Linked DNA regions of Mus musculus: region 1 is linked to region 2. A link is a contact called in public promoter capture Hi-C data. All regions are on one chromosome and are shown on one strand. Each heading gives the region's core, a stretch centred on a gene start, on an enhancer-like site or on the middle of the called end of the contact. The rest is flanking DNA. Distances are from core to core; before and after follow the strand shown.

Region 1 (4,985 bases), core at 922-3,421, 450 kb before region 2:
CTGGAGAGATGGCTCAGTGGTTAAGAGCACTGACTGCTCTTTCAAAGGTCCTGAGTTCAATTCCCAGCAACCACATGGTGGCTCACAACCATCTGTAATGGGATCCAATGCCCTCTTCTGGTGTGTCTGGAGAAATAAATAAATAAATAAATAAGAAGGGGCTGGTGAGATGGCTCAGTGGGTTAGAGCACCCGACTGCTCTTCCGAAGGTCCAGCGTTCAAATCCCAGCAACCATATGGTGGCTCACAACCATCCGTAACGAGATCTGACTCCCTCTTCTGGAGTGTCTGAAGACAGCTACAATGTACTTACATATAAAAAATAAAATAAAATAAAATAAATAAATAAGAAGAAAGAAGGAGAAGGAGGAGGAGGAGGAGAAGGAGGAGGAGGGGATGCTGGAGAGATGGCTCCACGGTTGTTAAGAGCCCTGGGTACTCATCCAAAGGACCCAGGTTCAATTCACAGCATCCAAACAGCAGCTCACAACTGTTGGTAACCCCTGTTCCAGAGGATCAGCCACCCTCACACAGACATACATTCAGGCAAAACACCAATGCACATAAAATAAAAATAAATTAAAAAAAAAAGATTTATTTAGGCTGGGCGTGATGGTGCACAGGAGGCAATCCCAGCACTCAGGGTACTCAGGAGGCAAAGGCAGGCAGATCTCTGTGATTTCCAGGCCAGCCTGGTCTATGGATCGAGTTTCAGGACAGTCACCCTGCTACAGAGAAACCCTGTCTTTAAAAAAGGAAAAGAAGAAGAAAAGAAAAAAATCATGTTTTATATATATGAGTATTTTCCATATATATATATGCATATATATACATACACACACACATATATATGCATGCATATATAATATATATATATATGCATGCACTATGGCACTGTGTGTGTAGTGGCACTGAATGCCCTGGAACTGGAGTTAAAGACCGCCTTTACCCTCTATGTAGTTGATGGAAACCAAACCTGAGTCCTCTGCAAGAGCAGCCAGTGTTCTTAACTGCTGAGCCATCTCTCCAGCCTCAACTTTGCCTCTGATCCTCTTCTTGGCTTCCCAAAGCTCCCAGCTCAAACATCTAAGCACAGCCTGGCTCCTGCCTGCTTCAGAGCCTCAGAAGCCCCCATCACTCTTTGCAAAACTCTTCCCCCTCCACTCTTCCTCCTGCCTCACTAACGCTCCTCTCCCACCTCCCACACAACCTGTTTTCTCCTGTGTTCATCAAGTTCAAGCTGGTTAGGCGTGGGAGTGTGGCGGTGAGCTAGACAGTTTGCCTTGCTTGAGTGAAGATCTGGGTTTCATCCCTGTACGGACAACAACAGGAGCAAAAAAACAAAAAGAACAAATAGAAATAAATAAACCACAAAAAGACAAAGCCCAAACCATCCCTAACTGCAAGGGAAAAAAAAAATCAAAACAAAGGGAGTAAGTTTATGTCATCTCCTTCCAGAAACCTCTCATCGCCTTCCTCAGACTTGAGTCACAGCTCTCTCTGTCTTCTCAGGTTAGGTAACTTGCTAAGGAGTGATTCAGCCCTCAGGCTCTCAAGGCATGTTCAGGGGGACAACACCATCTTATCTCCCTTTTGCCCAGTTTCTAGTAGTCCTCATCTCCTGGCACGATCAGCAAATAACTCTGTTTGTTGTTTGTTTGTAATATCGTTTCAGGTAGCCCAGACTGGCCCCAAAGTCATCAAAGTAGCCTAGGATGGCCTTGAACTCCTAATCCTCCTGCCTCAAGAGTGCCAGGGCTATCCTTGAGAGAGGGCTTGCACATCTGGTTTTAAGGCTAGCTTTTAAGGCTCTTTGGTTGCCACAGGTAGCTAATTCATTCATCCATCCGTGTTGCAGCTCTGCAAGGAGAAGACAGTAAGTCGATGGTGCTTCCTGCATTTTCTGGAGGCTGACTGAACCGAAATGCCTTCAATTCGACTAGAAAACTTTAAAGCGTACCTCGAAGATCCTATCATTTTGCTCCTAAGTACTTATGAATTTCTTTCGAAAAGTCGGGGAACTCCAACACAGCACCTTGCAACACAGATGCGGTTTCCACAGAGACCTACAAGCTATTCCAGCGCTCACTGGTGCGTCCCTCCTCCAATCAAGCGCACGCCCTGCTGGGCAAGAGAGGGAAAAGCAAGAGCAGCCATCCGCCAAGGATAACTTGGAACACTGGAAGCAGCCAAACGAGTAGTTCTGCCCAGACACGTGGCTGGCCACAAGGTGGGAACCCGCGGCGCAGACGGACTTGGAGGAGCTTCGGCCGCCCGCCGTGGGGGGATCCAGAGGATGACGCTGCTCGGGTGGCTGATATTCCTGGCCCCCTGGGGAGTCGCAGGGGCTCAACTAGGTAGGGCTGCGGGGGAAACCTGCTTGATTTTTGTTTCGTTCTAGGAACTGGGGCTGGGGTCTGTGCTGCCGGGAACCGTTCACAGATCGTGGCTTTAAAAGGAAAGTAGATTAGAGGTTGAAGCGCAGAGACTTAGCCATCAAGGCTGTTTGTGTGTGTAGCTCAGTTGGGAGACAGAGTTCAACGGCAGTCTAGGATGCATGAAACATTGTTCCAAAAGCAAAACCAAACCAAAAAGTGCTCAAGAGGATTTTAAGTGCCAGGGGCAGGACACAGACTTTGCCAGGGGGACAAGGATCTAGTACATGAAAGCTAGACACTGAGAGGGAGCCGGTGGTCGGGAAGATTCGCGAACTCAATCAGGACACTCAGATAGAAGGCTCTGAGGTACAGTGGTTGTTCAAATGAGCGCGTTCCATCTCTGGGACTCCAGAAAAGAAACACAAAACATTGCCACCGAGAGGTCCAGTTCCCCAAACCCATACGGTGGAAGGAGAAAATCTTATTTCTGCAATTTGTCTTCTGTGGTGTCTGTCCACCCAATAGATAAATGTAAAAGAAAACAAAACCAAACCTCAAACAAACATAAACACAAAAGCATTAGTTAGAAGCCCATCTCTGTACCCTGGATGAGTGTAGGAACCAGGAAGACAGAAAGAAACCAGGAAAAAAAAAAATCAGGACTTAAAGGAAGAAACATTCCCTCAGCTGGGATGACACGATAATCACAGTAATCCAGGTTTTGTTTTTGATTTTTAAAGGCATAGTATTCCAAGGTGACCTTGAAGGGGTTTTTTTTTTTCCCTTGAGATAATGGTCTAACTGTGTAGCCCTGGCTAGCCTAGAACTTACAATGTAGATCAATCTGGCTTTGTACTCAAAGATCCACTAGCTTCTGTCTCTCAAGTGTTGGGATTGAAGATTTGCGCTATCACACCAGTCAAAAGTTACACTTGCTTTTTGAATTACAACTCAGAAATAGGAGGTAGATGTAGTCCAGAAGATCTGTAAGCCACTGCCTAAGAAAGTTTATTGTTTTTACCTGTGTGAGTGTTTTGCCTGCATGTATGCACATGTGTGCCTGCTGCCCCATGGAGGCCAGAAGAGGCCATCAGATTCTCTGGGTCTGGAGTTAAAGACAGTTGTTGGTGCTGGGGAATTGAACCTGGGTCCTCTGTGAAAGCAGCCAGTGCACTTAACCACTGAGCTATCTCTCCAACCCCTGTGCACATGATATATTTTACATAATATCATCGCAACAGCTTAGCTTGTGAAGTATCTTTAATGTCCGTTTTACCCAGAAAAACTGACCTTGAGAGAGTAACTAGCCCAGGGTTACACAGCTGCTGAGTCTGGCCTGAAGCAGGCTGTCCAGCTGTGCTCCGTGTATAATCCGGCACTTTGCCGGAGTAGCCCACTAAGGAAGGCCAGAGGCAATTAACAATTGTTGAGCACTTTCAGTGACCCTAGACTTGGCATTAGGTTCTTGGAAAACTGTCTCTTTAAAACTTATTTGAAAATGAAAAAAATAAAAGTCTTGATCATATATATATACACACACACACACACACACACACACACACACATATATATCATGCCTACACACACACTGTGCGGAGATCAGAGGAGAACTTGCTTGGAGGAGATAGTTCTCTCCTTCCACCTCGTGCGTGACTCATGGGTCCTAGGGATGAAACTCAGGTCATCAGACTTGGTGGCAGTTCCTTCACTGCTGGGCCACCTGGCTGTGCAGGTTATTGAATCTCAGGGAGCTCCCTGTGTTGCTCAGGTTTACCTTGAACCTCTGAGCTCAAGTGAGCCTCCAAGAACCTCCTTAGTAGCCAGCACCACCGGCCCACACCACACCTGGATGTTCCCAGGAGACTGGGTACTGTTACCACCATATTCATTTCACAAGAAGCTTGAGGGACACAACGCCTGTCTGCAACCCCGTAGTCAGGGCGAACGTTGCTTATTTGCTGTAAGCCAAATGCCCTTCCGCGCTTTCCCTGGAACTGTGGACTGAATTTTTTTTTTTAAGACTATCTTCTATTTTCTTCACATTGGCTGGAATACACACATGTATAACTTTAAAACAGAAAGTAGATTTAAAAGAGAATTTCAGTGCTGGAGAGATGGCTCAGTAGTTAAGAGCACTGACTGCTCTTCTGATGGTCCTGAGTTCAAATCCCAGCAACCACATGGTGCCTCACAACCATCCGTAATGAGATCTGATGCCCTCTTCTGGTGCATCTGGACTCAGCTACAGTGTACTTAGATATAATAATAAATAAATCTTAAAAAAAAAAAAAAAGGAATTCCAGGGCTGGAGAGATGGCTTAGTGATTAAGAGTACTAACTGCTCTTCCGAAGGTCCTGAGTTTAATTCCCAGCAACCACATGGTGGCTCACAACCATCGGTAGTGGGGTCTGGTGCCCTCTTCTGGTGTGTTACAGTGTACTCACATATAATAAATAAATCTCAAAAAAAAAAAAATTCCAGGAGCTGGATGGCTCAGTGGTTAAGAGCACCCATGTTGAGAGGCTCACAATTGCCTGTTAACTCTAGCCCCAGAGGATCCCACACTTCTGGCCCCCACAAGCATTTGCACTCACAAGTGAACAAAC
Region 2 (4,936 bases), core at 818-3,317:
CCGCATTTCTCATCCATAGATGTCCACTGATAATGGGTTTCATCATGGACCAGTGTCTGTACTCATGCAATGTTCAATTGACAAATACCAGCCAACATGGCACACATCTTTGCCCCAGATGTGAACAGCTAACTAGTTCAGACATAAATTATGGAGGTGGCTTATAGATGGCTAGCCACTATGCAAACCTGAATTTCTGCTATACTACTTAGGAAAAGGGTTAACAATCCTTAAGCTTACCCAACAAGTGTAGACCAAATCATATATAATGGCTGCTTCACTGGTTACATGGCCCTTAAAAAAAAAAAACCATGAAAGTAAGCCATTACTCAGCAATACTGATCAGTTCTCAAGTTTTCCCACTTCAAAGCCCAGGCATGTCTGAGTCTGGCCTGCTGCTCTACAGCAGACTGCATCGCTGTGAGGCCAGCTTCAGGGTGCTCTTCCTCCTTAACGACCACCAAGACCAGCGTCAAGATCCGATGGGAAAGGGAAACCGGAGGGTCAGGCTGTCTTAGCCAGCAATTACCTTAGTGTTAGGAGCCTGACAGGCCGTCTTCTCAGACTCTTCCAAGAAATAAGCTCAAGTGTAACCTGCAGAAGAAACATTTGTTGTAAATACCACAGAACAATAGCCTCACAGGTAGAGGGCGCTCAACTTGAGGCCTGATATACATATATAGGAAAGATGAGTGGCAGCTGCAGGCACTGTGCTGACCTGAGCTGTCAAAGTCTCTCCATTACTCTGGCATGCAGTTGGAGATCCCATGGCTACAGGCAGCCACAGCCCTTGGAAACATGCCTCAGGTCTCCCCGGGTAGTGCAACTAAACGGAGCTTACCAGACCCTTCTGCTGTATCGTTGTCCATTATCTTCTGGTCTCCCTCCTCACAATCTTCATCAACAGCTAAGATGAATGGCAACAGAATTAGCCACAATAATCTTGTTCCATATTCCCAGTCATTACCTTATAGGGACTGTGACAGTGACCAAGGCATTGTTTATTTACCAATAGATGATCAATACAGGCCTGAATTGTAAATCAGATTGAGCTCACTCACCGGTCTACCTCCTATCCCCTCCCACCCCCCCCAGGAATAAAAGCCTAAAGATTGCTACATACTCCAGAGAAATAGTAAGGTGAAGCTGTCATTTTCCACAATGTTGCAGATCAGTTACAGGAAACAGAACTGCGACCGTCAAGGAAAATTCTTTCTCTGGGCCACCTTTTTGACCACAGCAGCTATGTAGAAGCTGCTGCAGCTTCGATAAGGGCCACAGACAGCGATAGCAATTGCTAGACCTCAAACCCACAAGCCACATGCCTCACCACTGCCTACTAGAGAGACGCCTGAAAAGGCAATCCTGTGGGCTCCGATGGCTCCTAGTTCAATACGTGAAGCTTTAGACATTGGGATAGGTTCCTGACTATAACCCAAAGCAGTCTCAAATTAATGACCCTACCGCCTACAAACGCTTTTTAACGCGCTGTGGACATCAGGTTTAGCTGAATAAAATGGCGGCTTTTTGCAATCAGAAAGCGAGAAAGCCGAGGTTGTATAATCCTTGCCCAACTCTGTAGGGCCCATTATCCTGACTTTTTTTTTTTTAAGGCTTTAATACTATGGTTGACATAGCGATCGCCTAGCACGTGGTAGGACCCAAATTCCACCCAACATAGGAGCGAGGTTAATCACAAAAAGGTCGCTCGGAGGTAATGGTCACAGGCCCTTCCATTGGCGTCATCCTAATAAGGTTACTGCACCCAAGCACGTAATCCAGTAAAGGCACAAATGCTCTTACCAGATCCCGTCACCCCCAAGCCTACAACACTCACGGGTCAAAAGGCGTGGGGCCCTGAGTTATCACTGCGCATGTGGCCATAACCCGTGCTTCCTTGGACCAGACGGAAAAATCCGGTCCCTTCCCGGCAGGCTCGGTATCTCACGAATCATCCGGAGAGGCGGACGGAGCTGGTGGGCTGGGAAGATGGGGGGCGGGCAACGTTGGGTAGAAGTACAAGGCGCCATAACGAAAACAGACAGGGACCGCGGATGAAGCGAGAAAGGACTGAGAACGGCCTGCACCAGGATTATATACTCTCGCGCCCTCTACTGAGTCTGCGTCATCCACCTGACGCACGGCGCCTCTGGGAAATGTAGTTCTTAGCAAAGCCGGGTTCCTGCTCCTTGTCTGGCCCTGATAGTGGTTTCGACCCAGGCCAGAGCGCTCAACTCAAATCTCTGACCAACTGCCATCACTATGGATTAAGTTCCCGGGCGACTTTGAATTACACCGATCTTAGAAAGGGTTTTCCACATTTGGATGTGCTTAATAAAGAGATTTTGCAAATTAAAAAAAGAGAAGAAAAAAAAAAATGGAGTTTTCCCCCGGAGCATCCCGGGATGGCCTAGAGGGTAACAGCATGCTGGCAGATCTTCTTAAAGAATGACCCTCAGAAGCCAGGCGTGGGGGCGCACGCATTTAATCCCAACACTCGGGAGGCAGAGGCAGGCAGATTTCTGAGTTCGAGGCCAGCCTGTTCTACAAAGTGAGGTCCAGGACAGCCAGGGCTACCCAGAGAAACCCTGTCTCAAAAAACCAAAATTTTGTTCTTCTTTTTTTCTTTTCTTTTCAAAGATTTATTTATTTATTTGATGTATATATGAGTACACTGTCACTGTCTTCAGACACACCAGAAGAGGGCATTAGATCCAATTACAGGTGGTTATGAGCCACCATGTGGTTGCTGGGATTTGAACTCAGGACCTTTGGAAAAGCAGCCAGTGCTCTTAACTGCTGAGCCATCTCTCCAGCCCACCTTTTTTTTTTTTTTTTCTATTTTATTTTCTTTGATAGGGGAATATAGTTTATTTGGCTTATAATTCCAGATTGCAGTCCTTCATGACAGGAAAGTCACGGTCGGGGGTCCGGGGGGATGGCTAGCAGGTTGTATCACGTCTACAGTTTAAAGTAGAGAGGTGACATTTTCTTTTCTTTTTTTGTTTTGTTTTGGTTTGGTTTTGGTTTTACAACACAGGGTTTCTCTGTAGAGCTCTAGCTGTCCTGGAACTCACTTTGTAGGCCAGGCTGGCCTCAAACTCAGAAATCCTCCTGCCTCTGCCTCCCGGGTGCTGGGATTAAAGCCATGCACCACCACACCCGGTAACATTTTCTTTTTTTTTTTATTTTTTGTTTTTATTTTACACAGCATCTCACTAGTTTGTCCAGGCAGACCTCAGCCTCTCAAGTAGCTGGAATTACAAGCATCCTTCCAGGTCCAATTTCTTTCCTTCCCCAATGTTAGGAAGGGTGTCACTGGACTTACCACATGCTGCTCCCAAGCTATTCCCCTTAGCTCCTACATACACCTGAAAAAATAGGTTTCCAGGCAGGAGAGATGGCTCAGCAGTTAAGAGCACTGACTGCTCTTACAAAGGTCCTGAGTTCAGTTCCCAGCAACCACATGGTGCCTCACAACCATCTGCAATGTGTCTAAAGACAACTACAATGTACTCATAAAATAAATAAATAAATAAATAAATAAATAAATAAATCTTTTTTTTTTTTTTTAATTTAAGAAAAAATAGGTTTCAGGCTGGAGAGGTGCCTCAGAGGTTAAAAGCATTTGCTGTGCAAACATGAAGACCACAATTTGGATCCTACCACCCCTTCTCCCCTCCCCCAGCAAGCTGGGAGTGGTAGTTTAGGGAGCTTGTTTTTTTGAGACAGGGTTTCACTATACAGACCACGCTGGCCTTGAACTGCCTCTTCCTCCTGAGTGCTTGGATTAAAGACATGCACCATACTGCCTTGCCTTGCCTTTTTTAAAAAGGATTTTATTTATTTATTATATATATATGAGTACACTGTAGCTGTACAGATGGTTGTGAGCCTTCATGTGGTTGCTGGGAATTGAACTCAGGACTTCTGCTCACTCCGGTCCACTCCCTCCAGCCCTGCTGGCTCTGGCCCAAAGATTTAATTATTACATGTAAGTACACTGTAGCTGTCTTCAGACACACCAAACGGGGGCGTCAGATCTCATTACGGATGGTTGTGAGTCGCCATGTGGTTGCTGAGACTTGAACTCAGGACCTTTGGAAGAGCAGTCATTACTCTTAACCGCTGAGCCATCTCTCCAGCCCTTTCCTTGCTTTTGTTTAAGACTTGGTTTCTCGGGCTGGTGAGATGGCTCAGCGGGTAAGAGCACCCGACTGCTCTTCCGAAGGTCAGGAGTTCAAATCCCAGCAACCACATGGTGGCTCACAACCATCCGTAACGAGATCTGATGCCCTCTTCTGGAGTGTCTGAAGACAGCTACAGTGTACTTACAAATAATAAATAAATAAATCTTAAAAAAAAAAAAAAAAAAAAAAAAAAGACTTGGTTTCTCATTTGCCTGAAGTTTGCCCATGGAGTAAGAGAATGTCCAGCGATTGCCTGTCTCCTCCTCCCAGGGCTGAGGTTGCTGACATCCTCTTGGCTTTATTACGGGTCTTCTCAGGATGGCACTCATGTCCTCAGGCCAGTGTGGCAAGCACTTTACCAGCTGAGCTATTTACTGCTTTAGCCCAAGTACGTGTTTCCTTCCTTGTCTTCCTCATTAGAATGAGAGCTCCCCAAGAGCAGGAACCCCTCCTCTGTCTGCTCCATGCTCTGTGCGTACTTGTATATAACAGATGGAACGGAACAGATGGTGATGCACGCCTGAAATCCCAGCACTTGGGAGGCAGAAGCAGGCGGATTTCTGAGTTCAAGGCCAGCCTGGTCTACAGAGTAACAGGACAGCCAGGGCTGCACAGAGAAACCCTCTCTCGGAAAAAAAAAAACCAAACCAAAACAAAAAAACCAAAACAAAAAGATGGAACGGAGCTGCGGGTGGTGGCGCACGCCTTTAATCCCAGCACTCGGACCAAAAAAGCAAAAAGAGATG

Evidence for each region. Promoter capture Hi-C pulls out the DNA fragments that hold promoters and counts their contacts.
Region 1: a promoter capture Hi-C map of cranial neural crest shows a contact between it and region 2. The contact joins the promoter of Smpdl3b here to the promoter of Snhg12 in region 2. A contact is called at or near these places in 1 of 39 promoter capture datasets (cranial neural crest) and 1 of 115 datasets of contacts at active chromatin or transcription factors (bone marrow-derived macrophages).

Annotation. Positions count from the first base shown.
Region 1 is chr4:132,754,357-132,759,341 of GRCm38.p6, reverse strand. It overlaps Smpdl3b (sphingomyelin phosphodiesterase, acid-like 3B), which reads left to right and starts at 2,171. Exons shown (of 8, transcript NM_133888.2): 1 at 2,171-2,357. The coding sequence starts at 2,297.
Region 2 is chr4:132,305,809-132,310,744 of GRCm38.p6, reverse strand. Snhg12 (small nucleolar RNA host gene 12) reads right to left here and starts at 2,067. Exons shown (of 5, transcript NR_029468.1): 1 at 1,838-2,067; 2 at 842-907; 3 at 530-594; 4 at 241-294. It overlaps Snora16a (small nucleolar RNA, H/ACA box 16A), which reads right to left and starts at 1,280; the gene lies at 1,145-1,280. Snora44 (small nucleolar RNA, H/ACA box 44) reads right to left here and starts at 792; the gene lies at 676-792. Snora61 (small nucleolar RNA, H/ACA box 61) reads right to left here and starts at 438; the gene lies at 377-438. It also overlaps Snord99.